Regions from separate parts of the Rattus norvegicus genome. Here regions 2, 3 and 4 are each linked to region 1. A link is a contact called in public Hi-C data. All regions are on one chromosome and are shown on one strand. Each heading gives the region's core, a stretch centred on a gene start, on an enhancer-like site or on the middle of the called end of the contact. The rest is flanking DNA. Distances are from core to core; before and after follow the strand shown.

What was found. Hi-C and Micro-C count contacts between places; a contact is called where the count stands out from the background.
Region 2: a contact with region 1 is called in a Hi-C map of liver, with 5 times the contacts expected there. The contact joins the promoter of mrpl11 here to the promoter of Rbm4b in region 1. A contact is called at or near these places in 10 of 12 Hi-C or Micro-C datasets (the A7r5 cell line, the Rat2 cell line, Schwann cells and 6 more).
Region 3: a contact with region 1 is called in a Hi-C map of hepatocytes, with 2.1 times the contacts expected there. The contact joins the promoter of Peli3 here to the promoter of Rbm4b in region 1. A contact is called at or near these places in 2 of 12 Hi-C or Micro-C datasets (hepatocytes and liver).
Region 4: a contact with region 1 is called in a Hi-C map of hepatocytes, with 2.9 times the contacts expected there. The contact joins the promoter of Rce1 here to the promoter of Rbm4b in region 1. A contact is called at or near these places in 12 of 12 Hi-C or Micro-C datasets (the A7r5 cell line, the Rat2 cell line, Schwann cells and 7 more) and 1 of 1 datasets of contacts at active chromatin or transcription factors (oligodendrocytes).

What each region holds. Positions count from the first base shown.
Region 1 is chr1:211,474,592-211,480,323 of GRCr8, forward strand. Rbm4b (RNA binding motif protein 4B) reads left to right here and starts at 2,746. Exons shown (of 4, transcript NM_001007014.2): 1 at 2,746-2,849; 2 at 3,463-3,886. The coding sequence starts at 3,475. It also overlaps a transcript of Rbm14 not described here.
Region 2 is chr1:211,690,444-211,696,175 of GRCr8, forward strand. It overlaps mrpl11 (mitochondrial ribosomal protein L11), which reads left to right and starts at 3,364. Exons shown (of 5, transcript NM_001006973.2): 1 at 3,364-3,562; 2 at 4,061-4,156; 3 at 4,526-4,619; 4 at 4,707-4,866. The coding sequence starts at 3,440.
Region 3 is chr1:211,669,089-211,674,820 of GRCr8, forward strand. It overlaps Peli3 (pellino E3 ubiquitin protein ligase family member 3), which reads right to left and starts at 3,151. Exons shown (of 7, transcript NM_001127542.1): 1 at 3,011-3,151; 2 at 1,821-1,973. The coding sequence starts at 1,972.
Region 4 is chr1:211,328,304-211,334,035 of GRCr8, forward strand. It overlaps Rce1 (Ras converting CAAX endopeptidase 1), which reads right to left and starts at 3,566. Exons shown (of 8, transcript NM_001100585.1): 1 at 3,371-3,566; 2 at 3,128-3,230; 3 at 2,952-3,035; 4 at 2,636-2,714; 5 at 1,913-2,080; 6 at 1,719-1,790; 7 at 1,392-1,454; 8 at 466-1,115. The coding sequence starts at 3,555. The coding sequence ends at 880. Top6bl (TOP6B like initiator of meiotic double strand breaks) reads right to left here. Exons shown (of 15, transcript NM_001426986.1): 14 at 5,067-5,145; 15 at 3,670-4,122. The coding sequence ends at 3,773.

The sequences.
Region 1 (5,732 bases), core at 1,496-3,995:
TGAGTACCCAGCATGTGGCAAGTGTAAACTTCAATGTGCTGAAGGTTTGAAATAACAGATTTTCAGGACTTCAAGGGGAATTCTAATATCTCAATTTTTATATTGATCTCATGTCAAAATGTCAAAAATATTAAATAGATTTCAAGTTTTTATAATTTGATGTTTTCTGGAAATTTGTATTTAATTTATTTCTTCACTGTGGAGCCTTGTGGATGTTAGATCAATGCTTTACTATTGAGTTGAACCCACAGACCATTTTCCTAGTTTATCACGCGTTACTTATATGGCTCATTGTGTCTCCATTGTATCGCACTGTTCCAAGTGGACCCACAGATCTGAGAGTGACAGGTAGTAAGAGTGGAAGAGAATAGACTATCTACATCAGCTGTGGGAAGAAAGGGTATCTTAAAGAGAACATAAAAGAGAAAGCTTAGGGGTTGGGGATTTAGCTCAGTGGTAGAGCGCTTGCCTAGCAAGCACAAGGCCCTGGGTTCAGTCCCCAGCTCCGAAAAAAAGAAAAAAAAAAAAAAGAGAAAGCTTTATGCAATAATACTTAATTTGAATACATTAAAAATATTTCCCTCAAAAAACAAAGTTATTAGTGGAATGGCAAGATATCTGAAACCAATTAGAAATAGCTAGAATATGTGGGGAAATCCTACAGCTCAACTCAAAGCCTATAACCTAAAATTCAGGCAGAAGATTGGGGCAAGAAATTTATATGAGCACAAACGATAACAAGATATTTTCAAATTCATTAAAAACAAGACAAAAACTTAACCGAAGCAAGTTGTGAATAAAACTTTACACTTCTTCAATTGACACAAATTAGAAAAGTTAATGCCAAACCTTGGTAACGACAGAAAAAAACAAAAGTCACATAAGTGTTTCAAGTAGGATATTCAAGTACAGTTTTTCTGGGAACTTGGTACTACCTATACATGTCAGGGTTTGTTGTGGTTTGGTTGTTTTGGGACTGGGTTTTCGTTTCGTCTGAGACAGGGCTTCTCTGTGTATCCCTGGCTGTCCTAGAATGTGCTCTGTAGACCAGGCTGACCTAGAATTAACCCCCACCTGCCTCTGCCTACCAAGTGCTGGGATTAAAGGAATGTCCTCACTACCACCCAGCTTACATATTTTTTCAATATTAAAAAAAAAAAGGAAAACTGGAGGCTAGAAATGGTATCACACACCTGTATTTACCAGCACTTGGAAGGCTGAGGATTGTGAGGTCAAGGCTAGTCTGGGTTACACAGCAAGTTTTTGGACAGCCTTGACTACATAGAAAGGCCATGTCTAAAAGGTGTGTGTGGGGGGAGGGGGGGAGTTAAATGAAATTGTATACAAAGATGGGAACTGTTAGTGGAGCATTAGTTGTGGGATCTCAGGGAATTTGGAAGAGGACAGATTCCAAAATACAATGTACAAGGTTGGGTGATAGCAGACCCTGAGGAGGTTCCAGGACAGCCAAGAGAAACCCTATCTCGAAAAACAAACAAAAATCTAATTTTGGGGTTGGGGATTTAGCTCAGTGGTAGAGCGCTTGCCTAGGAAGCGCAAGGCCCTGGGTTCGGTCCCCAGCTCCGAAAAAAAAAAAGAACCAAAAAAAAATCTAATTTTAAAAGTGTGTCTGTTATTACAATTAGACAATGGCTTCTGAAATGAGTGGGAAACATGGATTTGGTAAAGAAGTGTTTCCAAGTAGCTTGGGTGGAGGAAGTCTTTATTTTACTGGAGGAGCTGGTGTTGGAACTACCACAATGGGGAACTGTTTTTAACAACAATGGGGATGGTCTAACAATCATCCTGGTGCCTCTACTAAGAGATACATTCAATCCATCAATGTATGTAAACCGGCTCTGCTTTGTTGAATGGGATACAGTAATCCATTGAGGTGGTACCCTCCTTGCCACCAGGAGGTGCCCTTGGACCGCAGCTCAGAGTCCGTAGCTTGACAATTGCTTGTACCTCAGGAAGCTTGGAGTGGATGTGGAGCCCTTGTCACTCACATTCCCAAACCTGGATTCTCTCTGGACCTCTGGACAACGTATTCCTTGGTAATACTCACCACCTTTCAGGAACCGCGATAGACACTACGAGAGAGGGAAAGCCCAGCCCACGTATATTCATGAATAAACATGACAAAGTATAGTTAGGATAGAGAAATGCCTCCCTCAGACCTTACCCAGTTTTAACAGAGATTATCTTTCTACTCTTCGACTCTAGGTCTCAGCTTCTTCACCAATGAACAACACTACTGCGGTGAAAATTAAATTGTTTTAAGGGAATTCTTACCCTGTCCCACCCAAACAAGGGAGAGATTAGGTTAAGATGTGGTAGTGCCTGGATTTCTGAAGTATCGCTCTCAGCCGCCAGAGGTTGAGAAATCCCCCTTCTAGCGGGCCCAGTGAGAAAACCCTTTGTCATCAGCCCCTCGACACAGCGCCCAATACCACGATCCATTGTGATGCTTAGAGACTCCCCCGGGCCTTACAGTTTTGCCAAGGCAATGGTTGCTTCCTGAGCCCTTTTGACGCGCAAGCTGCGACCCCCTCCCAAGGCCGTGATTGGCTAGCCAGGGCTGGGGGCGGGCTGACCTTCGCTCCGCAGTGCCGTCACCACATGACCCCGCCCCCGCACGGGGGGTGGGGGGCGGACAGTTGTGTGCGGCCACAGGATTGGTCGCCCCGCTCCTGCGAGGGGGAGGGGAGGCAGGCAGCGCGCACTCGCGCGTGCGTGAGCTGGCGCGCGAGAAAGCGCCCGGTCGCGCCGAGGCTCGAGCGGCCGTCGCCATTTTGTAGGGTTCTCTCTGACGCGGGACCCGCCGCCACCACCGGCACCACCCGGAGGTAGGAGAGGATGCTGTGGGTGTGTGGGAAGCCCAGGAGCGGGCTGTGCCGGACCTCGGGAGGGCCGGATTTGGGGCCACTCATTTTCTGAGGAAGGTCCCGGGAAGACAACGAAAGGAGGCGGGGCCGGGTCTCCGGAGGGGGCGGGGCAGGGGTCGGGCCGAGTCTTTGTTGGGATGTAGGAGCGGAGGTTGGGCCGCTGAGGAAAGAGGTCCAGGTGTTGGGTGAAAGAGGGCTTTCGTTCTAGGAGTATGGTGGGAGGTGATACCGCGCTGTGGAGAAGGTACACAGATTTCCCTCCAAAATCCTGTAACTAGGGACATTCAAATACTTCATGGCTTCCGCTTGTCTTTTCCATCCCTGTGCTAAACCGTGAAGCAGCTAACCTTGTAGATTAAATGTGCCTGACCTCACGGGTATATATATGTATCTTGGACCATGTTGTGCATTCTGACCCCCGACCTTCTGTTGGCATTGTCACACAGCTTCACTACTTAGGAACAAACTGCTGTTCCTCTCTCAAAAAGAATAACTGAGGGTCTGGAAACGCTGCAGTGTTAGTCAGTTTCTCACTTCACACCCGACTTTTGAAATCTTGTTTCTTCACTGCCAGGCTCTTGTCAGAATGGTGAAGCTGTTCATCGGAAATCTGCCCCGGGAGGCCACAGAGCAGGAGATCCGCTCACTCTTCGAGCAGTACGGGAAGGTGCTGGAATGTGACATCATTAAGAACTATGGCTTTGTGCACATAGAGGACAAGACGGCCGCTGAGGATGCCATACGCAACCTGCACCACTACAAACTGCACGGAGTGAACATCAATGTGGAAGCCAGCAAGAATAAGAGCAAAGCTTCAACCAAATTACATGTGGGCAACATCAGTCCCACTTGTACCAACCAAGAGCTTCGGGCCAAGTTTGAGGAGTACGGCCCAGTCATCGAATGTGACATCGTGAAAGATTATGCCTTTGTACACATGGAGCGGGCAGAAGATGCGGTGGAGGCCATCAGGGGCCTTGACAACACAGAGTTTCAAGGTGAACTGTTCTGGGGCTTGGGTGGCAGACCTTCGTGGAGTCTGAGAGGCAGAGGCAAGAACACAAGACCATGGGGCTGTGAGAGTGGCTTCTACCATTTCTTTTAATTGAAGAGAATAGATTGTTTACTACTCTTAAGCATAATTTGCTCTTAGGGAAGTAAACGTTTTCCATTGTGTTTGCCAAGATGTTTCTCCACAATTATGTGGGTTCCTTTCTTTTGTCCTTATTCACTTGAGTGCTGTCAGAAGTCTAAGTTGCTAGTGTGAGAAGGGCTAGAGGTTACCACTTGTTTCTGTTTTGTTGTGACCCAGTAGCCTTTGAGAGTTTCAATGATGGACGGTGGTAGTAAAGCAGAGAAAGGGCATCTAGAGGAAGGGCTGTATGAGAATCCGTGGTGAGTCTGGTTGGTAGATGGGATCTTTGGGGTGTTCAGATTTGTTCAGTCTGTGGACTACAAGCAAAGCCAGGAAACATGTCATAGGTTCTTCTGCTCCATTTAACTAATTTTTTTTTTCTTTAGGAATTGGCTAGGAATGAAGGTTTACTTCTGGGGCAATTCCAGCAAGGAATTACTGTATTGCTTACACTGATCATAAGTGTGTATGTATTATCACTAATACCATAGGAGCGTGTCTGAAAATCCTTGAATCATGCTACTATAGTAATCACGAGTTACATATGGTTACTAAATCTAAATTAATTGAAGTAAATTTTCAAATTAGATTTTTCCAGTGTGGGCATATTTCAAGAATGCAAGTCATGTGAGGGAATGGCTACTGTATTAGGAGACAGATCAGACCCACATTGCAGGAAGTTCATTGGTTAGCGCAGTTCTACAAGACTTTTATTGACACTGTCATGTTGGACCACAAATTCAAGGCTACTTTTCTAGTTCCTAATTCAACATCTTTTTGTGCCCTAAAAATTAAATAGACAAAGGTCCTCTGCTAAACCTAGAAAACAATGAAATGGTGGGGGAAAGGAAAACTTAATCAGAAAAGTTTAAATATGCAAATAGTGAAGCTTACTGAAGGCTCACTATCATGTATTCTAGCTTCATCACTAATACCCTGGCCTTTAGTTATTGAAAGCCTAGGGTAAAAGTTGTAGCTGTTTCCTGTCCTTAACCAGCAAGTTGTCAAGTGTACTCTCTATGCTTTTCGCTATTATAAAATAATGATCTCTCATGTGCCTTCCTCCATGAAAGGATGGCAGTGAGGTAATAAGTGCATTTTGACAATAAAAGCAATATAATGAAAGTTGAGTGTTATTTGCAACCATGATTGTTTCTATTCTGGTTAGGAAAGTACTTAAAATGTGACAGTTAGGGCTGGAAAGATGGCTCGGTGGTTAAGAGCACCGACTGCTCTTCTAGAGGTCCTGAGTTCAATTCCCAGCAACCACATGGTGGCTCACAACCATCTGTAATGGGATCCGATGCCCTCTTCTGGTGTGTCTGAAGAGTTAACAGTGTACTCATATAAACAAATCTTTAAAACAAAAATGTTAGTTAAACTTTTTTAATTCATATTTTTCTTTTACTTTGGAACAACACTAGCACACTTTCAAAACATTGCTAATTATTTTCACTTAATGTGGAAGGAGGTCATGAATGGAAAGGGTAGAGTAAGAAAGGAGTTCCTGCCTCACCTCCTTGCTTCTGGGGTCATCCAAGGACCCCACAAATACTAGGCAAGTGCTCTACCATGAGTCTATATGTCTCCATCCCTAAAGAAGGTAACAAAATTTTTTAAAAAGTACTATATTTGCAGATAAATTCTCAATGTACATTATATGCCCCTTTCATTTTTAAAGGAAATGGAAGTTAAGAGGATGAGTACAT
Region 2 (5,732 bases), core at 2,114-4,613, 220 kb after region 1:
GACCGTGTACTCACATATATAAAATAAATAAATCTTAAAAAAAAAAAGAAGGGGTTGGGGGAGGAAGAGGTGGAGGAGAAGAGGAGGAAGAGGAAGAGGAGGAAAAGAGGAGAAGGAGGAGGAGGAAGAGGAGAAAGAAGAGGAGGAGAAAGAGAAAAGAAGAAGAGGAGAGGATGAAGAAGGAGGAGGAGGAGGAGGAGAAGGAGGTCATGTAACATGGGGTCTACCTTCTTTCTTTCACAAAGGTTCTCTGATGGGATTGATACTTCATTTTTGGTACAGCACCACAGAGAACCCCAGCATGTCAGTTGTTCTTGCCACAGCTTACAGACTTATGCAGGGGGGTGCAAGGGAAGTTTAGTTTCAGGGACTTGAAGCTGCTGGGTCCCTTTTCTACCAAGCAGTTAGCAGGGATGTCTCTTAGGGCAGCATACTACTCCTTCTAACACCACAGCACTGGCTCAAGGATTTCACTGGGCACAGAAGATGGTGATAAAAATGAGGCCTGTAGATCCTTACACAAAGGACCCGACTTCTTTGCAGCAGGTTGTGGAGAAGTTCAAGCCTACTAACAATTTTAAAAATGGCAGTGGGATGGAATTAAGAGATGGCTTGGTGATTGAAGTGTTTCCTGCAAGAGTCAGGGCCAAAGGCTGGATTTTTTTTTTTTTTTTTTTTTTTTTTTGGTTCTTTTTTTCGGAGCTGGGGACCGAATCCAGGGCCTTGCGCTTCCTAGGTAAGCGCTCTACCACTGAGCTAAATCCCCAGCCCCCAGAGGCTGGATCTTTTTTTTTTTTTTGGTTCTTTTTTTTCGGAGCTGGGGACCGAACCCAGGGCCTTGCGCTTCCTAGGTAAGCGCTCTACCACTGAGCTAAATCCCCAGCCCCCCAGAGGCTGGATCTTAAGAAACCGAGATGAATGCCATTTGGGCATGGTGACTTCCCTGTAATTCCAGGTCAATATAAGAACCCCAGAGTGGGCTGGCTCAGTGGTTAAGAGCACTGACTGCTCTTTCAGAGGTCCTGAGTTCAAATCCAGCAACCACATGGTAGCTCACAATCATCTGTAATGAGATCTGATGCACTCTTCTGGTGTGTTTGAAGACAGCGACAGTGTATATATTAAATAAATTAATTAATTTAAAAAAAAAGAACTCCAGTGCAAGCTGGTTGACAAGATGAACCATACTGGTGAGCTCGTGGTTTGAGTAAGAGACCCCCACCTAAGAAGAGTAAATGGAAGAGGATCTGGTTTGTTTTTTTTTTCCTTTTTCTTTTTTTCGGAGCTGGGGACCGAACCCAGGGCCTTACGGTTGCTAGACAAGCGTTCTACCACTGAGCTAAATCCCCAACCCCCCCCCTTTTTTTTAAAGAATTATTTTATTTATTATATATATAAGTACACTGTAGCTGTCTTCAGATACACCAGAAGGGGGCATCAGATCTCTTTACAGATGGTTGTGAGCCACCATGTGGTTGTTGGGAATTGAACTCATGATCTCTGGAAGAACAGTAGGGTGCTCTTAACCACTGAGCCATCTCTCCAGCCCCGATGGAAGAGGATCTTAACATCGACCCCAGCCCTCCACATGTGTGTGCACACATGTGCAAATGCACCTACACACATTCACCCACATGCATGCAGAAACATGTACATTGCGCAAGCAAGGAAATGGAAGAGGAAAAGAAAACGTGGATGATTGTGAGAAGTGGTTTAGAGGAAGGTGATAGAATGCATCATCTTTCTGTCTTTCTTTCTTTCTTTCTTTCTTTCTTTCTTTCTTTCTAAACATTTATTTATTTTGTATACATCTTACAGCTTTCTGCCTGCATGTATGCCTGCAGGCCAGAAGAGGGCACCAGACCTGATTATAGATGGTTGTGAGCCACCATGTGGTTGCTGGGAATTGAACTCAGGACCTCTGGAAGAGCAGAAAGTGCTCTTAACCACTGAGCCATCTCTCCAGCCGCCCCCCCTCATAATTCTTCTCCAGCCAACCAGGCAGCCTATTATGTAGCACACCTACCTCTCTGGATTCTATCATCTTCCTCTTAGCCACCTCTCACAATCCTCCACGTTTTCTTTTCCTTTTCCATTTCCCTGTGTGTGCAATGTACATGTTTCTGCATGCATGTCCCAAAGTGCCTAACTACACAAGGGAGTGAGAACAAAGACTACAAACACCACTTGATTCAAATGCCATTCCCTAGAAAGCAAGTAATGAAATCATCTGCTTCCAATAAAAAGAAAGAGAGAGAGAAAGAAAGAAAGAAAGAAAGAAAGAAGGAAAGAGGGGCTGGAGAGATGGCTCAGCGGTTAAGAGCACCCGACTGCTCTTCCAGAGGTCATGAGTTCAATTCCCAGCAACCACATGGTGGCTCACAACCATCTGTAAAGAGATCTGATGCCCTCTTCTGGTGTATCTGAAGACAGCTACAGTGTACTTATATATATAATAAATGAATAAATAAAAAAAATTAAAAAAAAAAGAAGGAAAGAAAGAAGGAAAGAAAGGGAAGCGATAAAGTATGCCTAAGAAGCTAGTGGGAAATTAGGTCTGACTGGAATGAGGGTTCAGAGACTGCGTTTCAAAAGTGCCGGGAAAATTTCTTCCCTTTGTACAAATAGTGGTAAATGCCTTCTTGGTGCAAGTATTGTTCTAAAGCAACGTGTGTTACTGAGCTGTCACAATGATTCTGAAAGGTACCTATAGTATCCGTGGTGCCCAACATGAAATAGCTAACAGAAACAGTAACCTAACCCTAGCCCTAACTTTTTGTCTAGCTATAAATCAGGTTCATAGCTAGAGCAGCAGTCTACGTTTCGTTTCCGTCTATAATCATATTGCCTTTCATGAAAAACACACACACACACACACACACACACACACACACACACACACACACACACACACACACACACACACACACACACACACACACACACACACACACACACACACACACACACACACACGAAACAAAAGACTCAAGGGACTCCTTTGAATAACTTGCTCCATTTCAAACACTAAGATATCACTGTGTCCAGCAGATGGCAACCCAGAGCTCAGTCAACAGCAAGCGCAGGATAAAGAGCTAAAACTACAATACTACAATACCTACAATGCTGTGCGGAGACTCAAAGTCCTGATCTCCTGTTTGGCTGTCTAAGGCGATGCCTGTGGGCACTGCTGAAGGAATGTGTATACTGAAACCATATATGTTCTTGTCCTGACTTCAGAGCGCAAAGTTCAATTCATTTTTAAATTCCGTAACTCGTTTTTCAGTCGAAGAGCTGTATGCCTGAAACAAGACTGTTCTTTTTTGGCCACATTTACCCTAGCCCAACACGAGGGCCCTTGACCTCTGACCCAAAATGACAGCGCTCAGATCGTAGTTCTTGACTTCTCCGAGGCGGACTAAGGTTAAAATCCTATATCATGTCGAAGCTAAGCCGGGTCACTCGGACCCTCAAGAAGCCCGAGGCCGGCGGCGTGATCCGGTCCATCGTGCGAGCAGGCCAAGCTATCCCTGGGCCTCCATTAGGTCCCATTTTGGGTCAGGTGCGGTGTCTGGAAGCCGGCTTGGGAGACGTGGGAGAGTGCTCTGGAGCCCGGGAGGTCTCCTTTATAAACCTGTCTCCGCTATTCACACCTTCAGGCCTTAGGTTCTTGTATTACTTACGTAGCCTCTTTTGACCATCAAGTTGGCTACTTGCTGATTAAGTGGCACCTTGTGGACGAATCGCCTGGCACCCAAAGCCGTAGTTGAACCTGGGTAGAAGAAATATCGGAACACAAAAAAAATGAAGATGGCGGGGACGGGGGGACTGGAGCTCCTGGTTGATAGGAAGCCTTCAGCTCCCACACTTAACTTTGTTTTTTTTTTTTTTTTTTTGTCTTGTTTTGTTTTGTTTTGTTTTGTTTTGTTGTTTTGTTGTTTTGTTTCCGGAGCTGAGGACCGAACCCAGGGCCTTGCGCTTGCTAGGCTAGGCAAGCGCTCTACCACTGAGCTAAATCCCCAACCCCTCACACTTAACTTTGTATATGCTTTCCTCATAGCGAGGTGTCTCTATCAACCAGTTCTGCAAAGAGTTCAATGAAAAAACAAAGGACATCAAAGAAGGCATTCCCTTGCCTACAAAAATTTTTATAAAGGTACAGAGACGAATTCTCCCATATACTTCCTTGGCACTTGAAACTAGTCATCCCGGTTGCTTCTCTGTCCCTAACTTGGTTGCCAACTTCCACTTCTCATTTACACAGAAGCCTAGACCATAATTTCTCTGAACTGGCTTGATCCTGCCATATTGTGATTCTGACCTCTCATCTCACAGGGGTTCCAGAGGAGAATTGTGCTAGGAATAAAAATGACAGGGATGTGGACTGTAGATCTGCCCATCCTGCCTTCTCTGGTGTTAAAGACAACACCGCAGGAATGCAAGTTGATGGGAAGTTAAGGGACATTAGAAATGTCTTGGACCAGATAGAAAACCAAGAAATTCTCATGTATCTTTTTCTGTTAAGCCCGACAGAACATTTGAGCTCAAGATTGGGCAGCCCACTATTTCCTACTTTTTGAAGGCAGCTGCTGGGATTGAGAAGGGGGCCCGGCAAACAGGTAAGGGCTACAGGGGGCACCTGAGATTCTGATGTATCCAGAGAAATAGTGGCACTAGAAGAATGACGACCTGTTCCTTCTTCCCAGGGAAAGAGGTGGCAGGTCTGGTGAGTTTGAAGCACGTATACGAGATTGCCCGTGTCAAAGCTAAGGATGAGGCTTTTGCCATGCAAGATGTACCCCTGTCTTCTATTGTCCGTTCCATCATTGGCTCTGCCCGCTCCCTGGGCATTCGTGTGGTGAAAGAGTGAGTATCTTGAGAGGAATGGTGTACAAAGGAAACCAAGAAAGTTCTTGATTTGGGAGAAAGCCTATTGCAATGAAAAAGTCAGGTTTTTTTTTTAAATTTATAGCATATATTAGTTAAGCATATTAACTTCGTTGTGACATTTTCATACATGTCTAGCTTTCTAGCAGACTCTAGCAGAAGGATATGGAGCCTCATCTCGTTTGGATGAGTATCTCTTCTGTAGTAGACATGGCTCTGGACACCGCACAGAACCAGGAATGAACAGTGGTGCTCGGCCACTCTGGAGAAATATGTAGTCCTAAATAGAGACAGATCCATACATAGAGGCTTAGGCTAACAGGTGGTCAGTTATAAAACCAGTGGATGTCATGAGAGCAGAGAGGAGAGTTCCTGCTTTTCCCTTGTGTCATTGATGACTCTGAGGGAGGTAACATCAAAACAGCCCAGGAAAAGGAGGGTAGGAGAGCAAATGTTCCAAAAGGTGGAAAAATTGCAGGGAACAATGAGAGATAAGGTGTTGAAGCTAAGTTCGTTGTGGTTTAGGAGTCTCGTCTAGAGAGGCAGATGGGATATGGCCTGAGGGAGGGACCAGACAGAAGGGTCTTTTGAGCCAACAACCACACAAGTCAGCTGGCTTTGGATGATCTCAGGAATCGTTTCCTTGAAGTAACTTGTCAAGTAGGAGAGCATTTGGCCCAGAGCACAGCAGAGGCAGGAACTGGGTCAGTCATCACTGGTTGCTTGCTGCTGGTGTCTTTCCCTACAGCAAGGCTGGCATCAGTTGTACCTCAGGGGTGAGGTTAGAGCACAGTCTGCCTTAAAGTATGCAGCTCTGTGACTCTCTCACTTGAAGTGTTTGTGGC
Region 3 (5,732 bases), core at 1,901-4,400, 190 kb after region 1:
AGGGAGAAAATAGGATGCCAAACACAAGACCAATTAGAATTTCCTGGTGAGTTTGTTAAATCCGTAGTCTCTAGATCCATCCGATTCTGCCTTTTGAGGTGAGGGTCTTTCTATATCTCCTATGTTCTTTTCTCTTTTCTCTTTTCTCTCTCCCTCACTCCATCTCTCGTCTTTTTGTTGATTTTCGGGACAAGGTCTTAGGCAACACAGTTGCTCCCTCCTGAATGCTGGGATTACAAGCATGTGCACTATACCGGACCATGTGTGATTTCCATGTGTTCCCTAGTAGCTCTGATACACAGTGAGGGTTTCCTGCTCTTCTCAGGACAGAGAGCTGCCTGGAACCCAGAGAGAAATACAGTCCTTCCTTCTGTCAGGACATGAAGCAGCTGCTCCTCAGATATAAGCTCCTCTGTGAGGAACATCTCTTTTACCCTCTGAGCACTTCTCATGCACACACTGGCAGCAGCAAGTCTAGGGGAGACAGGCCAGGATGCAGACTGAGGCCTCTCAGGAGCCTAGCACACACCCACTCTTCCACTGTCACACAACCTCTATAAAATGGAACTCATTGTCAGGACCCACTTGGAATGTTGATTTTGAGAACTGAACAAGAGAGAGTGCTTTAAAATGCCTGACAGAGTTTGCCACGGTTACAGCAAGGTCTTGATATGAGTTAGTTATTATGGGTATTTGAAAATAAAAGGTGGGGCTGGGGATTTAGCTCAGTGGTAGAGCGCTTACCTAGGAAGCGCAAGGCCCTGGGTTCGGTCCCCAGCTCCGAAAAAAAGAACCAAAAAAAAAAAAGAAAGAAAGAAAATAAAAGGTAAGGTGTTGCATACAAGTCACCAAACACCAGCCATTGTGATGTACTGTTAATCTTCATCATGAGCCGACAGCCGATTGGGACAGGGAGACGGCTCTGTCCCATCTGAGGAAAGAGTTTCATGGGAGATGCAGGCATCCCGGCAGGCAAAGACCAGAAAGAGACAGGGCCCGTCCAACTATCAAGTCTCATCAATTTCTCTCTAGGAACCTCCACTTCCTATCTGCAACACGAGGGTGAGCTGCAGTTTAGTGCTAGTGTGCTAGATCTACGGTTGGGAAGATCTGGGTTCAAACCCCAGCCTTCCCATTTACCAGCTGTGTGCCCTTGGGTCAGTCACTGTCCCTCTCTGGGCCTCGATTACCTCATGTCCTTCATCACAGCATCTTTGTGAGGATTGGAATGAAATAGTATCCACAGAAAGGTGTGGCACCGCCTGCCTCCCAGACACTTGGGATGAGCTGGGTACCAGTCTACGTACTTTACAGAAATCTCTTTCTCCTTTCCTTCCTGCAGGTGACCTTTGGGAGGTCAGTACCAACCCTGTCTTCAAGATGTGACACAGAGGCATGGGAAAGTTTGGCAACTTGCCGAAGTAGAATTGAGACCAAGCAGTTTTGTGCAGAATCAGAATTCTTTTCCCCACACTTATATACAGTAGGTGTTATACAGACTTTTTTTCTGCTATTCTTTTTCTCGGCTGACTGCAAACTGTGGTGAGCAGGTGTAAGAATCGTCTGAGGCTGCTGGTTGTGGCGCACGCCTTTAACCTCAGTGTTCGGGAGGCAGAGGCAGGTGGATCTCTGAGCTCAGGGCTAGCCTGGTCTACTGATCAAGTTCCAGGCCAGAGAAATCCTGTCTCCAAAACAAAACAACAGAAATGGGTTTGATCAACTTCGTTCTTCATCTGGGAAGAGCAGCGGGTGCACAGTTGTCTCGGCTGACCCGAGGGGGTAGTAACCCATGCACATCACTCCTGGACTAGGAGGCTCACCCCAGAACGATGAGTTCACCATACTTGATGGGTTCCTCGCCTGGCAGTGCTTCTTCACCAGGAGAAGAGAGGATGCACGAGCCCTTGTCCCCCGGGTGCTGGAGGTCTGAGGTTCGGGGGGATCCCACTTCAGGGTTTCCTTCCAGCACCATGCTGAGCAGAGTGGAAGAAGAGAAAAGAACTTTGAAACTTCCCACCCCAACTCCTCTCAAGCTCTGGCTAGAGGTAAGGACCCTTAGCCTAAGGCAAGATTGGCCCTTCAATACTTGTTATTATAACTACTTCTGCTTCCCCTAAATGGTGAGGTTACTGGGATACCACGGAGGGGGGCTGGTGAGACAGGATCAAGAAAGAAATGGCAAAGTCAGAGTTGGAGTATTTGGTTAGAGCAATATACCAACTTTGGTTGGAATGTTCTTGGCGGAGGGGCAGAACTTACCTTACCTCTAGACTCAGACTTAATTCCTGGCTTATGCTCAGTTACCCACTCTGTCGGGTTCTTGGGTCTATGTGTTCACTCTAATTTTATTGCCTTTTTTTGCAGGGCTAGGCCTCTGTCAGTCTGTCTGTTCTCAATGACTCTCTGCCCTCCCAGCACATCCTTTTCTGCCTCTTCGCTCCCTACTTCTATCCACCTGCATTCCTCTGTCTGCCCTTCTCTCACCACCCACCTGCCTCAGTCTCCCCATCTTGGCCTGGCACTGCAGGCAGGCAGGCCTCCAGAGCCCTCCCTCCCTCAGGTGTCTGTCTGCGGTCCTCAGGCCGCTTCGGTCTCGGGAGGCCTGTGGGGGCGGCGCTCCCCAGTCGGGCACCCCCTGCAGCAGAGCCAGGTCGCCCTCAGGCTGCCTACTTAATAACCCCAACGTTGGAGGAACTGCGCAGAGGCAGGCCCGCACCCCGTGCTAGGAAAGGGCACAATGACAGCCCAGCGCATACGCAGATACACCAGGCGGCCCCTCACAAATACGCGCGCGCACGCAGTCAGTACCTCACACCCCTAGCACCGCCGGCAGTGCCCAGACGTGCGCAGCAAATCCAAGACCTGCTACGGCAGGGACGCGCCTACGCGCTAACAGCCACAGTCGCCAGCCCTCAGACCCGCTCCCTTAACCCGGCCACCCCCAGATACTCAAACACGCCCCCAGCGCACGCCCAGTACAGCCCCCTGCCCCTCACCTCGCCCGCCTCACCTGACGGCGTTCTGGGGCTCTCAGTGCGCTGCCGGCTCCCACCCGCCTCACCTCTACTGCGCCCTGGGACTGCTGCGGCGGGATGGGCCCGGCCCGCGGCTGCTCGGTGCAGCCTCGTCACGGGGACACTCGGGGCCCGGAGGAAGAGGGATGTGCACACAAGCCCTCACGCTCCACCCCGTACCCCTACGTTCCGCCCCGGCTCCGCCCCCTAGAGGCCCCGCCTTACCCCGAGGCTCCGCCTCCTGCGGCTTAGCCAAGTTGTAGTCTGTGAAGCTAAAGAGGTTTTCAGGAACCCTCGCCCCTTTCTTTCTGAGTCCCGCCCCGGGAACCAAAGAAGTTCTGTTCGCGATTCCCACTGTAGGAGTCCCTATCCTCTCCTGGCTGGCTGAGGGACTCCCCTTGGTCTACAAGACCCCTCTCTTATTCCAGGCTCCAGACACCTCACTCTCGTTCCAGGGTCTCCTGGGTTCTCTCCAAGACCGGAGCCTCCTTTCACACAGTAATCTAGAGGCTCCTTTTCCCAGCCTAAGACTGGCGACTCCCCACCTCCTGCTCCAAAACCCCGCCTTTCATATGCGGAAACCTCGGGAGTACAGGGGAGCCCAGAGCTAACAGAGGGAAGGAAACTACTAGAAGAGGCGGAGGAAGAAGGTGCGTCACCCGCGGAGGCTGAGGAAAGCCACTGCGGTTGTCTTGAGTGCAGATTTGTCTGTCAATTCAGCTTGACCACTTTATCTCTATGCAACAGTCAGTGAGCTCTGGCCTCCTTGGTGTCCAGAGACAGGCACCCCTGCCCTCTCCTCTCAACAGTACGCTCCTATCCTTAGCAAAGCCTCAAAGAGAAACCGGGTGCTCGGTCTCTCAGGGCCACAGGCGTTCAAAACATTTCTTCTGTCTATACCAAGCTCTCTGGGTTGAATTTGAGCAAATTAAGTCCTGTAATCCCTGGGAGGCCGATACAATAATTGTGTCCCGTCACCCCTGCCCCCAACACCATGAAACAGATTTACAGAAATGGCTTGCTAAACAGGAGCCAAGAGAGGATCTGACCCATGGCTTCACACAGCTCAGCAAACCCTTTACCAACATCTCCAACCCTTGAACGTCTCACTTTATTTTTGTTGTTGTCTGCTTTCTTTTAAAACTTTAAACCCATTGTATTTTTATGTATATGAGTATTTTGCTTGCGCGTGTCTGTGCACCACTTGTATGCCTGCCTACTGCCAGCAGAGGCCAGAAACTCGGACTCCCTGGGACTGGAGTTACAAATGATTGTGAACCACCATGTCAGTGCTAAGAATCAAACCCAGGCCCTCTGAAAGAGCAGCCATTGCAGTGGTTACTGCAGTGGTTACTGAGCCATTTCTCCAGCCCCCTTACTTGTTTGTTTGTTTGTTTGTTTGTTTGTTTGTTTGTTTGTTTTGAGACAGGGGTCTCACCAAGTAGCCCTGAATGGCCTGGAGCTCACAGAAACCTGCTTTCCTCTGCCTCCCAAAAGCTGGAATTAAAAGCAAGGGATGCCAAGCCTGATGAACTCCTAACTTTGAAAGCCGCCATGATACAGAGCTGGAAGGACAAAGTCTCAGATGCAGTCTCTCCTGCTTAGTATCGCCTGGTCTGGAACGATATCCCCCAGTGGCCAATTAATCCCTGAATTCATTTGTTTTGAGGCAGGATTCTATGCAGTTCGGGCTATTGATTGAACTCAAGCTCAGAGGATGACCTTCTGAGTCCCCTGACTCCACTTTCCAAGTGCTGGGAGCTACCACACCCAGTTAACTCAGTGCCTGGGGTCAAACACAGTGATTCATAGGTGGTAGGCTAACACTTTACCAACTGAGCTACACCTCTGCCTAATCCGAGCCTGAAATGTGTTTTATGAGGGAATCAAGGACCTGTGACTTCTGCTGCAAAGGTTGAGTGGAAGTTGGCCCACTCGTTCCTAAGAGGGAGCAAATGCAGTCTCACTCCCAAATTCCCAGACTCTCTAAGCCCCACATCCACTTGGCTAACTCCCTGCCCAAGACCAACTGCTCTGCCAACTGTTTTGAGGACCAGCAGTCAAAGAAACTCACTCACTGGTCATCCAGGAACCTCCTAGATGCCACCCAGAAGGCCACACAAATCCCTCACTGGAGGGTGGTTTCAATTCCGAAGGCCTGTAGTATGGAGGCAGTCCTCCTCTTGTATCCCAACACTCTGTCTGCCCAAGAAGCTCCTTAGGACCATGTACTGAACTATTATTTTTGACTTCGGTTTATATATAGGAAATGGAGCCCCAGAGAGGGAGGGAAGCTTGCTCCAGGTTTCACAAGTACGGAACAGCCAACAACTGGAGCTGCCACCATGACCACCCAGCAGGATTGAGAGTTTGCCAAGACTCGAAGGTTTCTTCTAGGTGACAGTTTCCTGGTACACCTGATAAGTCCTGGTGTGGGGAGGGGAAGGGCTCCAACACCACGAATTTTATTCCAGCATTCAAAAGGTATCAGCAAGCAGACTTCTATACATTCAAAGCCATCCTGGTCTACACAGTAAGTTCCAGGCTAGCCAGTTCCAAGACAAAAGATCTGACACCCTCTTAAGGCCTCTGTGGGCATGTGCATGCACATGGACATACATACACACAGACACATAAAATAAAACAAATCTTTTTAAAAAAAAAATAAAGAAACTACAACAAACAAAAGGCAACAGCAGCAAACTCCTGGCTGGGCAT
Region 4 (5,732 bases), core at 2,316-4,815, 150 kb before region 1:
TGACCTTTGTCCTGGGTTCCTCCAGGGACTGGGTGAGGCAGAGGGTAGCAGTCCATATAGAACCAGAAGCCTCTACCTCTGAGAGAGAAGCTTCCCCTTGGGTTTTGGACCCATGTCCTTGTGTAGAACGAGGCCCTGGGACCACCTTCCAACACCCTCTACCACCCTCCACCAGCTTACGGGGCACAGGCTGGAAGCTCCATCGCTGGGGCCAAAGCTATAGGTGTCCCTGGCCTAGGTAACTGTGTGCAGGCCCCACAGTGAGATGGGCTTCCACCTGGCCCCTGCTAACCCAACCGCCAGAGCTCAGCCTTAGCAGCTAGGGGCCCCTTCCTGTCCTCTACTGTTGGGACCTGCTTACCAGGCTTAACTGCCCAGGTAGTTAGGACAGTGTACATACTCCAAATGTGGCCTTGGGTCCTTACCAAAGTCGGAGTACAGAGTGCCAAAGATCTAAGACCATGCTACCCAAGTTAAATCTCTTTAATATCCCAATACAAAGTCTTGATGCAAAAAGACAATGAGAAAACCCTGGGAAGTTGGGAGGAGGGGTTTGATAAATAAACCCACCCCAGCAGCTTTTCAAGGGAGAAGGGGAGACGCAAAGGAGCTAGAGAAGCATCAATCCAAAGAGGGAGTGCACAGCTCCTAGGATTTGCCCTTGTCCCCTCACTTCCAGTTGCTGCTCATCCGCCCCATCACGAGGGGCTGCACCCTTTGGATATCTGCTCCTTTCTCTTGGTCCCTGGGATTCAACTAGCTCTGGCTTCAATCCCCTACAAAAATTCCTGAGATCTCGGGGACCCCAGCCAGCCCCTCTCTCGCAGTATTGATAAGAAGGGGCTGGAGAGCCCATCAGAGTTCACACAAGAGTGATGGTCAGGAGCACAGTAGGGTCTCTGAGGCCCCCGTTCGTTCCAAAAGCATACAAAGAGGAAGGCTGCCATAGAGCTTGGGGTCTGTCAGGGGTTGAAGCAGAAGCAGGAAGAGTCCCACACCAAGGGCATAGCCCGCCAGCAGTGGCCACTTCTGTGGATGCTCCAGGGCTGCACACACAGCAGGGAAGCCCATGTAGTTGCAGAAGGAGTGGCAGAGAACCGGCCCTATCAGGTGTCCTGGAGAGGGGAGATGGTGCAACATGTGAAGCAGCCCCACCACCATTAGCCCTTCTAAAGTTAGTGACCCTTGTCTCCTGAACAGGAACTCAATGACCCCCTACCCCACACACTGGTCTGCCCCCATGTTATAACCTCTGCTTCTACCTCTCGGATCTTAAAAAGCTTAGCCTGTCTCTAGAACTGTAGTAGAAGAAACAGTTGTGTCCACAGTATCCCCCTTCTCCCACCCACATCTGTGGGCCCCTGGAGACCCATGAAAGGCCGAGGACCAACCTGTGCGGATGAAGAGGAAAGCCGTATAAGCACCGAAGACAGCGGTGTAGGAGAACTGGAACGCTGGAGACGGAGGCTGCGAGTGACCACACCTGCATGCCCACCCTACCCCAGTACTGCACACCCCACAGTCAGAGACCACCCTTTCCCCTTGGCAGTGGCTGCCTGCCCGTTATCTGTGGCTGCTCTCTGTACCCCACCTTCCATAATCAGTGGGCCCCATCCAATACTTATAGTTCTGTCTCCAACCCTTTCTGAGGAGTGTCTGTGAGGGGTATCCTAACACCCCGACCCTTGGCTGTCCCTGGGCAGCTCTCCAGGCCTCACCTGCAGACAAGAAGATACTTCCCACACTGCTTTGGCGGAAGCGCAGCTGCTCAATAATGTGGTGAAAATGGGCTGGGAGGAAGGTGAAAACCACATCATATTCCTCTGGCTTTCTACCTAGCTGTCCCCCTCACCCAAAGCCCCATTTTTAGCCTTCATGCTGGGAACATTGTTGCTGGACAGGTTAGACTCACCGACTCCAAAAAACAGTGGGCAGGTGAACACAGCAGGGCCCAGACCTGTGCATGGTGCTAGCATGGGCAGCATACAAGCCCGGAACACCAGCTCCTCTGTCAAGGGTGCTATAACTTGGTTTCGTAGCCAGCGCATGTCTGTGAGGCGGCGGGCCCAAGAACGAGGGGCTAGAATAAATATTCAGGATAAGCAATGAGTGCCTAGTTACTAGAGACCCCTAGGACCCTCTCCCACAGATTTTTTTTTCTTTTTCTTTTTTTCGGAGCTGGGGACCGAACCCAGGGCCTTGCGGTTGCTAGGCAAGCGCTCTACCACTGAGCTAAATCCCCAACCCCCCTCTCCCACAGATTTACTCTGACCAAACTCAGTTTGGGAAATCCTGAGAATCAGAATGGGGAAGGGAACAAGCCTTATCAGACCGAATTACAATGTCTTGAGATGACTGACAGTAGTGAGGGAAAGCGGCAGTAGAGGAGGAAGTCAGTCAATTCCAGAGGAACCCAAATTTAACCAATCAAGTACTGTTTTGAGTCTAGAAAGGCCTCCATGAGTATCATAAACTTACAGGGTACCCAGCAATATAATCCATTTTACTGATGAGGAAACACATCCTGAGAGGTGACATCTCACCTCTTCAGTCCAGATCACACCATCTCACTGACTCCTTTCCCCAGTGTTCTGGACTGCCTGTGCCTACCTTTTGCTCAGTCTTGAAGACTCACCCAGGACAACCTTCAGCCCATCTGTCAGGTCACACGGGCAATCCATACAGAGCTGCATCAGTGGACCCAGGAAAAGGATCTGGGGGAGAAAAACATCAAACGAAAGCCGTTATCCAGTGACCTTGCTCACACCTGCGCCCTTGGTCACCCTCATGAGACCTCAGGTTTCCTGAGCTCTAGGATTTCTCAGCCATGCACACCAGGGGCTCAAGGGCCACATCATAATTCCTGTCTGCCATCTGCCAAAAACTGGACACAAGACGGACATGCCATTACACTAGTGACAACAGAGTAGGAAAACTAAAGCAGGACTCACCATAGTTAGCAGCAGGGGCAGCAGAGCTGCTGGAAAAATGCCCTCCAGCCTGAAGCCCATCAAGGTAAGCAGTGATGTGCCTGGCTGAGCCACAGGAAAGGGGGTATCAGTGATGTTCCCTCCCACAAAAATCTGGATTCTTTCCCTAGTTGCCCTGTGCCCCGCCTCCTTCGCACCTGGATGCCAGTGAGTTCCCTCCAGAGCAGCACGCAAAGTGGGGACAAGCTCGATACTACCAGGACACTGGTGAAACGCCGCTTGATAACAGCGGGGTGGTCCCTAAGAAAAGGGACAATAAGTTCCGGGGGGGCCTGTAGCAACCATTTGCCAACGCAGCCCCACCCCCGTCCAGCCCAGGCTCCGCCCGCAGCCCCGCCTCACGAGGGCGCGGATTCCGTCCGCGCGCGCATCCCCCGCACCTGGGCAGCTCGCTCTTCCACACGTAGAGGCTGCCCACGTAGGAGCAGGCGAGGCTGAAGCAGGAGAACACAGACACCCAGCAGCACAGCCCTGGGCCCGGGCTGCTCAACGCGGCTGACTCGGGCTGCCGCTCTGGCCGCGATACCGACAGTAAACGCAGCCCGTCCCCGCCCAGCGCCGCCATCACGCCCAGACCCGTGGCGCGCAGCAGTGACGCGACGGCGCGGGTGACGTCAGGCGGCGGCGCGAGTTGTCCGGTCCTCCGGACGCTCCTCCCCTTGCACTGTAGTTGACACTGTGTGCTTGGAGCAGCTTTATTGAAATATATAACACACGCGTCCCGGGCTTCCTTGCCTTGCTGTGAGTCTCAGGAGCGGGCGCTTAGGACCTGTGTCCCGGACTCAGCCACTCGGACAGGTTGGAGACCTCCTGTAGCCACAAGTCCTGCGGGAGCAGCGGAGGCGGTGGTGAGGGCCCGGCGGCGGTAGCTTAGGCCCGCACCCGCCCTGTGCTCCCTGCGGTACCTCCAGGCCGCCCAGAGGGCTCGCTGCGTCTGCCGCCTGAACTCCGTCGTTGGCCACTTGGGTCTGTGATCCTCTAGCAGTGAGGGAGGCCTCGGTAGGATCGCAGTCGCGCGTGACGGATTCTGGCGGGCTCAGGTCCCTGGCTGGGCCCAGAGTTCGCGATTCTTCCCTGCCCTGGTTGGGGCTGCTCCTCTTGAGCCTCTTGTTTTCTGCTTGCCCGCTAGATTCTAGGAGAAAACAAGCCCATTTCATATTGCTCCGGAAGATTGCCAATGCTACGGAGACTGTTGGGGCAGGGGCATAGTTCTAATTTAACCCTCCCCCTCCATCCTTCCAGATGAAAACATTTCAGTGCCTGACCTTCCTTAGCGCGCCCACGATAGAGGGCATCTAACTTTCCACACAGACTGGGTGATATATATGCCAAGTTACTCTCTGAAACCAAGCTTTCCTTCGGGCAATAAGCAACTAAGTCTCTGTCTGGAATTGTTCTAGGCAGTTGCTACAGAGGCAGCTTTTTGTTGTTGTTTAGACAGACTCTCATGAAACTCAGGGGAGACTTAAACTGATCATCTTGCTTCTTCCAGCCAAGTGCTGGGATCAGACACTCATGAACATGTTGTAGCTCAGTGGTTTTCAACTGTGGGTTGCGTATCAGATGCTTACATTATGGTTCATAACAGTGGCAAAATTACAGTTAAGTAGCAATGAAGATAATTTTATGGTTGGGGACCACCACAACATGAGGCACTGTATTTAAAGGGTGGCAGCATCAGGAAGGTTGGGAACCACCATTAGCTTATCTGTAATAACTTGCGGAAGAACAAACAGGAAGAAGGATCAAACTCAGGGTATTGATAGTCAAGACTCTCACTGAGCTACACCCCCAACCCCTCAGGGGCAAATTTACAGTCTTGCCTTGGCTGGTTCCTCCTGGCAGGGCCCTGGGGATATCAGTGAGTCACCTGTCTCTGGAAAAGCTAATGTGCTCATATTAAGTACAACGCACATCTTTCTCCTGTCATGCAGCTTTACAGTAGGGCTGCTACTGCTCCTCCAAGACCCTCAGTCCCCATGGCTGAAGTGGAATGGGATAGTTGGATCACTCCAGACCATGAATTTTATTTCTCTGGTTTCAGTCCAGGACTTACCCCAAAAGCTAGAGACTTACCTGCAGGGAACTCTAGACCAATATTCTTGTGCTGGTCTTTGGTGTTCTGGGCTGAAATCTTTTTCTCTGGAGTCAGGTGCTTTAACAATTAGAAAGTCCAAGTGAATTTTCAGAAGTCTGTGTCTTAGTGAGACATGTGGTTTGGTTTATAGGGACGTTCTTCACCTGGAACTCCCTCATTCTCCTAACTCATCAGTCTCTACTTGGCCCCCAACTTTCAAAGCACCCCCCTTCTGTCCCAGCATATCTCTCTGTTCTCCCCCGAACCTCGGGCTCTGAAGCATGGCACTATTCATCATTTTATGTGTTTATTTCCATCTTTCTACTCAAGATTTATTATGTATATCTGAGTAACTGTGTGAATTACATGTCTACAAGAGAGGTGGTCAGATCCCCTGTAATTGGAGTTACACTTTTACAAGCTTCTTGGTGTGATTACTGGGAACCAAACCAATAGCAGCATGGCCCCTCTTACACACAGCCATTTCTCCAGTCCCTTTTTAGTTAGTCCTGGCTGTCTGGAACTCAATATGTAATGTAGACCAGGCTGGGCTTGAACTTGCAGAGATATTCCTCACCTTGCCTCCTGAGTGCTAGGATTAAAGGCACACACCACAATGTCTGGCCATGTCTTATTTTAAAGTAAAAATCCTTGGGACAGGGTCT